2 separate regions of the Anas platyrhynchos genome follow, and region 2 is linked to region 1. The links are chromatin contacts, called in public Hi-C maps. All regions are on one chromosome and are shown on one strand. The core of a region is the stretch at or near the end of the contact, and the rest is flanking DNA. Distances in the headings are between cores, read along the strand shown. Region 1 overlaps PHLPP1 (PH domain and leucine rich repeat protein phosphatase 1). Region 2 has its middle 25 kb from the start of PHLPP1.

Region 1 (3,669 bases), core at 480-2,979:
AGAGCTCGAAGAAGAGGTCAAGGAGATCATGAAACAGCACCAGGAGCAGCAGCAGCAGCAGCAACAGCAGCAGCAGCAGCGGCAGTATCAGATGGACCACCTGGCAGACTATTACGATACACCACTATGACCCACTCTACTGCTCGCAGTTCAACTAACAAACAAGGAGACTTGAGTGCGGGACCCAGTGGGCTCACGCTACAGCAGGGGTTTTCCTTCTCCTTTTCCTTTATACACTTCCTCTTCCGTATCCTGCCACTACAGATAACTGCGGCTTTTCAGTTTTCTTAGGTTTAATATTCATGGACTTTTCTTCTAGAGACGCTTTACCAGTAAAGTTTAAAATAGTTAATATTCCCTTAACATATCAAGTGTAAAAACAAAAAAAACAAAAACAAAAAATAATAAAAATAATAAAAAGGTTTAATATATTGCTGAGAAACAGATGATGATGTAATATTTTTTAAAATGGCTTGTTTGTTTTGTTTGAAAAGCAGGGCAGTAGCCAGTGCTAAATGATTTAAGTAATATTGTAATACTGTATTTCTTTGAGAGAAAAGGCTTTTTTTGGTCTTGAAAATGATAGACATTTGTAGAATATGGAGACTAACTCCTAGGAGTTGCTTTACTCTTTCAGGTGACTTAAGTCACTGAGACTCACTAATTTTCTCTGAGAGAACAGTTGATTGGGAAACTACTGTAAATAGCTCAGTGTTGTATAGTGATGCTTACATGTTTTGTAGCCTTGGCATTAAGGACACAACCTGAAAAACTGACCTTTTTCTTAAGCAACTCTTTGGGCCATGGTCATTAAACATAACGGACTGAGTGACTGCGTACAAGTTAGCTAGAGTTTAGGTGGTATAGGCCATTGAAAGAAACCCACTTTTTCCTCTGGTCTCTTTCTTTCCTTACTTTTGCAGACATGTTTTATTTGTGTTCCTTATTGCTGCCACAACCAGCATGATTGTATAGAGCTCATTTGCTGTAGAACATTTACATACCAAGAGTTATATTAAAGCCGAATGCACAAATGAACATGTCATAATTTTTGTTATAATAAATATGAAATTTACAAACAGCGTCTGCTTTTGTCTGACTAGCTGAGCAGCAGCTTTCAAACAGCTTGCTGTGGTTCATCAGCGTGCTGCAGTCTGCTTAAGCAGCAAAGTGTTAAAACTTTTTCAACTTGGTGCGCATTTTTACAGTAACTGCAGAAGCTCACGTGTACTCCTAGAATTTTTAGTAAGCAGTTCACCCAACAGTTGCTCCAAATATCAAATGCTCTTTAAAAGATGCTAAACACCGAGGAATTAACATACTTCTTTTCTTTCTTGGTATGAATTCAGCACTATTATTGATTTGCCCTTCACCGTGGTATTGACAATGCCAGAAGATTGAAGAGGAGCGGTGCTCTGACTCTGCCACTGGGACCGAGTGGCTGAGGGTAGAAATGATGAGGGGATGATGTGGGCTGACAAAAGGGAGGAGGAAAACATTGGGTTTGGACAGAAGAGGAAAAAGGTAAAGAGAAGGTGGAAAAGTGAACTCAAAGCTACCTACATAAACTAAGACGTGGTTGAACATGTTAAACAAACATGAGCTTGATGGCAGCTTGACTTTGGTAGCAGAAGGGTGTGTTTTGCTCCTTCCTCTGGGAAGGGACCCACGCCCTTTCTCAGTATTGCCTCCAACCAATTGCTTCATTTTCCTTGTCGGTCTCTAAAAAGCTGAATTAGTGCCTGATTACCACAGTGTCCTGTTCCTTCATAACATTTGGTCTGTATTTTGGGGGCGGGCTATGGTAACAGGCAGTTGTCCTTACTCTGTTCCAGGATGCAACAGCCAAGCCAGAGCAGGATTGTCATTGATAGGAGGTGCTGAGATTCTTCTGAAACAATAACAGCAGAGGAACAAACACAAAAATACATGGTTTGATAAATACTTACAGTACTGCCTACTATAGAGCTGTAGAAGATTGTATTGTAATTTGAGCTTCAAAATACTTTCTTAAAAACTCATTAAATGCAGAGAAAAAAATGTTATATTTGCAAGTGACTCAGGTGTTCTTTAGTAACAGTTTCTGTATTTCTAATTTTATTGAATGATTCCTTTTTCCTTGGTGTCCATGGAAAGTGCTTTTTTCGGTCTTTTCAGTTGTTTTTTAGACTGAAGGTGATAATTAGCATGGATACCACCATGGCCTAGGCAAGTGATTACAAGTTTAGGGTTTCCTGAGCAAGCTGGAAATTTTTCTGTGTAGCACCCTGCTAGTAGAGGAGTAATCTTGCTGCAGCTGTGTCTTAATTCATACTAACATGCCTCTGGTACACTGAATTTGTGGTGCTTCTGGGGCATCATGTCATGTGAGCTAAAGTTTGTCCCCTTGCAGAGAAATTACTGAGATTTCTCACTCCCTGCTGTACCCCTTCCTTGTTTGAAGAGGAATACATGCACATGGACGGGCTTCATAAAGAATTTTGTTCCCCCTCCTGGACTCTCCATAGCGTACTGAACTGGATCGGTAGGTTGACTGGCTGGGAGCGTCTTTAGAAAGGTTAGCATTTATTTTTAAACCAAGGGTAAAGGTTATTTTGTTCTGGCTTTAAACTGGGACTTGGAAAGCAAGGTACAGTTTTTGCAACTCGTGACTTTTCTGGACATCTCTGTCCTTTCACAAAGGGCGTTAGCATGCTCTTATTTTGTGAGGACTGAAGCTAAAGTCATTGACTTCATTTTGGTGCATTACTATCAAACATGAGTTTATGATTAAGTGCATGGTATATTTTACACTATTTTGCCCAACAAGGAACTATCTGACTCAAAAAGACGTGGATTTGTTCGCAGAATTTGGCAGCTGTAGCAGGGGCAAAGGTTGGGGACTAAAAGGAAAGGAAAGCTTTCAACTGAAGAAAAAAAAGAAAAGAGCCACCCTACCTTTATAATCCAACCTTTCATGTCCTTTGAAACTTGCTGATAGCCATATCTGCGACTAGCAGAAATGCATGAACAGGAGGAGGTAGATAGCTGGTGGCAGAAAATGAACGCATTTACATTGTTTCCTGGAAGATAACTTCAAATAGGAAGCTAGGATGGGACTGAGGAGTAACTCAGCTGCTTGAATGCAAGCCTTTTTGGTGGCATAAAAGCTTTTTTTTACCTTGCTTTCTGCCATAGTGCTCTTACATAATGCATTTTGCTGTGCATGAGCAACCCATTGGCATTCTGCTTGTGCATTCAGAGCATGGCACAACCTCCTCATTGGTAACCAGTGCTGTAGTGTTGCTGCCTTCCTGTGGCTTATTGCTTTTAGAATGAGCCAAATATCCGTGTAGCTCATCTCCCTCATTACCAGGATGCTGTCACGGTGCTGCTGCAATGCCCCATAAGCTACCTTTTGAGCATTTCCTTCCTCATGATCTCAGCCTGATCTCTAGCTGTCGTGCTTTCAGCTCATACACAATTCTCTAGCAAACTGTATGTATGTATTTTCTGAGGTATAACTTTCACTTCGGAAGCCTGTCCAGGTGGGGGGTAAGTATTATCGGAGCATCACATCCACCTTTGGAAGTTATTTCTAAGAAGCTCCCTGGCAATCCCCTGTCCCTTGATTATATTTAAGTACTTAGCCTCTCTTGTGTTGAGAGGCACATTCCCTGAGTCACTTAA
Region 2 (3,345 bases), core at 518-3,017, 150 kb before region 1:
AGTGCAACTTGAGTCCCCTGTACTCCTCGACATGGTGTGTTTGCTGGTCATGACTAACTGGACAGTGAGAGCTTTCTTCCATCTGCTAAAATAGACAGAAGGACAGCAGGAGTTTGGGGGCTAGAGAAGCAGCTCATGGATGTGTAGATTGCAGCGGAGCGGTATGATAGGAGTGTAACACCTGAATGTGCTCAAGTAGTACTGAAAAAGAGGAGGGTAATCATTACTCTGTCACCTTCCCTTCCCTCTACTCTGCAGCCAGGGCTTCTAATTCCTAGTGCTTAGCAGCAGCTTATCTGCCGCGCTGAGGACCACAGACTGTCTTAGATCTTTATCCCAGCTTACTACCCGGCGCAACCTACTTCATGAGAAACCAGCCGACATGAGAAGGCTCAAAGTTGCCCATGAACCCAACCTTTTTTCCTTGGGCAACTTGCATAATAGCAGGTATTTTAAGGAGGTATCATGCAACCATCATTATGGATCTCATCTCATATCCCTCCCTGGAGCGCGTGCTCATGTCTGAGGAATCTGTGAGTTACCCATACAGCTTTGAAAAAGGGATCTGCTGCTTATCGTGCCATCAGAGGTGCTGATGCTCCCTGTGCCCGAATGGCACAGTCTGTTTATGCTGCGAGCAATCCTGACTAACAGACCCAGGCACACCTATCAACCCAAGCATCTAAAAATGCTTGCCCTCTGGCACTGCAGGCAGTATGAAATGCCTCGTTACTCTGCTCCTGACCATGCTCTCACCCAGCTGTCCTCTCTGCCCCTCCTGCTCTCACCTGGGCAATCAGGTTTAGCTACAGCTGCAGGGATTCTGCCATTCGGTGGCTTGGAAGCAGTTGAGTGCCCCGAAGCAGCTGGCCCTGGCTGCTGTTCAGGCTGTCCAGGAGCGACTCGCGGGTTTTGCGTTGCTCACAGTTTGCAGGGCTTGCAAAAAGCGTGGCGTTTGTCCCCAAAGCTGGGCGGAAAAATTAACAATGAGCAGGGCACGGACAGGGCTGGCGAGACGAGGATCAGGGAGCGAGTGCGTCGGTGCACATAGCTGGCTTATGAGCGAACAGATGACCTAGTTTTCCCAGCGAAGTGACATTAGGGTGATGACCTAATGCCTCGGTCTTGACTTGGCTGGTGCCATTGAGGGGGTGAAGGAGCTCTTGTTCGGAAAGAGAGGCTGTATGCATCATGCCGAGGCAGATGGAACAGCAAAAGGTGCAAAAACGCGTACTGCGAGCTGCAGAACGAGACCAGTGCCACGTTAATTGAACCGCAGAGAAGTGGAAGTGCCATCGATAATTACAGGTGCTGGAATTGGGCACGGTACACACAGAATTTGGCACAGTATGTATAAAGGTTGTGTACCGCGCTTGTGCTCGCCAGGAGGAGGAGGTGCCTGAAGCACCTAGTCAGGCCGCCTTTTGTTGTATAAACCCTGGGAGCCCAAACCCTACTGCTGGGGTCTTCTGGTGCTGTAGGCAGATGCAATCTGTCTGGTTTGGACCTTGTGTCTTCGCTCCATGAGCTTGTTGAAAGGAGAGTCGCTTTGTGGGAATCGCACTGAGGTTACCGTCCTGTGGACTCGGGCTAGGGCTCGGTAACTTGGACAGGCTCCCAGCACTAAGCGACAGGCTCTGGTCGTCTTTTAAGGGAGAAAGGAAAAACAAATGTCAAAGCGTCGCTGCAGGGAGAGAGCGGTACCTCCGTGCTTAGCTGTTGTGTGTCTCAGTCGCTGCTCAGGGCAAAGGAGCAGAGCTCCAGCTCTGATCCCAGCTTTGAGCTAACAGCTGCAGACAGGCCAGTTCCTCGGTCTTTAGACTGAGTATTGGAGTAGGCTAGAGGTCAAAACCTCTGAGCAGCTATATTTGGTCTGACCGAAAGTTCACCTGTGCCTGCATCCTGTCTCCAGCGATGATCAGTAGCGGATATTTAGGAAAAAAAGTATTTTTGATGAGGGAGAGGCAGTACTTCTTGCATATATGCTGTCCTGGCGAAATGAAGTGAATCTCTTGAGTTCATCTTCACAATAGGTGGCAGCATAACTCCACCAGCTGAATGTGCTTGTGCTTCTGAGACACCATGTAAGATGCTTCGGTTTCGCTCGGTTTTGACATCTTTGCGCCATGAAAGTAAGCTTATTCTGGGGATTTCCTTGACTTGTGATTTTTGTTACATCGCTTTCCATAGGGTTGTCTCATGTTCATGTGTTTTCTAGCACGAAGCACATAGTCATTGTTGTCTCAACAAAATAAGCATGCTGAAAGCATGTCTGAAGCGTTATCTACCTAGAGCTAAAATAGACCAGGTCTCATAGATGGTATTGAAAACCCAGAGAATTGCAGCCAAGTGTGAAAGCTGTATCTTCACTGAAATCTTTTAAGTCCATGTAGCTTGTTTGCAAACTAGAATGATTCCTGAGGGAGTCTGGCTGTCTTTCAGGATAATTAATCTCATTTACGTCTTCTATACACAGTCTGAAGATCCACAATACAGTATTTAATTTCAAATTATATACTTGTCTGGAGTGTCTCATGCTCAGGAGACATCCATTATGGATGTATTAGTACATCCATTTTACAACTCTCCTGTTTGATTTAAAATCACAGTTTTTTATTGATTACTAATGTATATTGTTTTATAGGGATAGAGGATGTTGATCACTGATATAAAGTTAAGAATTAAGTCAAAAGATGCTGATTGGTGTGATTGATGAAAAATGGGGATTGCTGCTCTAAGTTTAAAAATACTCGGTAGGGACTTCTTAGGAAGAAAACAATAGTATTTTACATAACAAAATATTATGTTTACATCATAATAGTCGTATTTTACACCACCGATGGGTTGAAAATGAATGGCACTTTCAAGAGCTTTGGATTTTTTTATTGTTTAACTGAAATGAAGTTTTGAAACTCATGAGGCGTCTAAATAGAGTAGTCAGTAAAACAAAATTTTCTTGCTGTCAAAACACCTTATTCCCCCTTTTTTAAAGTGTTTTTTTTTACAGGATATGCACATGCCCCAGCTCGCGAGTGGACAGCTTAGCAGTGGCAAGACTTCTGGATGGAAACTTGACACGAGACTTTAGTTGCTCCTTAAAGGCCAGATCAGCTCTGAGGTGCATGTTGAAATGAACTCCAGGTATTTCAAACTGAGCGTGCAGACCAGGAAACCTTGGTCTCTGTCAAGCAAGTGTTATGAAATAAAAATGTTGAATGAAACGATTGGTAATGTGTGAGGAGGGGAGGGGAAAGCAACAGCAAGAGAATACCAGCGGGCATTGGGGTGTGCTTGAGATGAGATGATTTCACCAGATCTCTTAGCTCAGATCCAGTTTGTGGCAAA

The links. Hi-C and Micro-C count contacts between places; a contact is called where the count stands out from the background.
Region 2: a contact with region 1 is called in a Hi-C map of subcutaneous adipose tissue, with 4 times the contacts expected there. The contact joins two enhancer-like sites. A contact is called at or near these places in 5 of 8 Hi-C or Micro-C datasets (F1 follicle, liver, skeletal muscle and 1 more).

What each region holds. Positions count from the first base shown.
Region 1 is chr2:79,779,016-79,782,684 of IASCAAS_PekinDuck_T2T, reverse strand. It overlaps PHLPP1 (PH domain and leucine rich repeat protein phosphatase 1), which reads left to right. Exons shown (of 17, transcript XM_005021068.6): 17 at 1-1,082. The coding sequence ends at 130. Among named protein-coding and RNA genes, the nearest start is that of PHLPP1, 130 kb to the left of the region's middle. Within about 2 kb of position 1,729, at least 1 of the 8 cell types and tissues checked has an H3K27ac peak or open chromatin away from gene starts, as enhancers often do. A contact at or near this core is called in subcutaneous adipose tissue, where this site is marked.
Region 2 is chr2:79,933,078-79,936,422 of IASCAAS_PekinDuck_T2T, reverse strand. No RefSeq gene overlaps it. Among named protein-coding and RNA genes, the nearest start is that of PHLPP1, 25 kb to the right of the region's middle. Within about 2 kb of position 1,767, at least 3 of the 8 cell types and tissues checked have an H3K27ac peak or open chromatin away from gene starts, as enhancers often do. A contact at or near this core is called in subcutaneous adipose tissue, where this site is marked.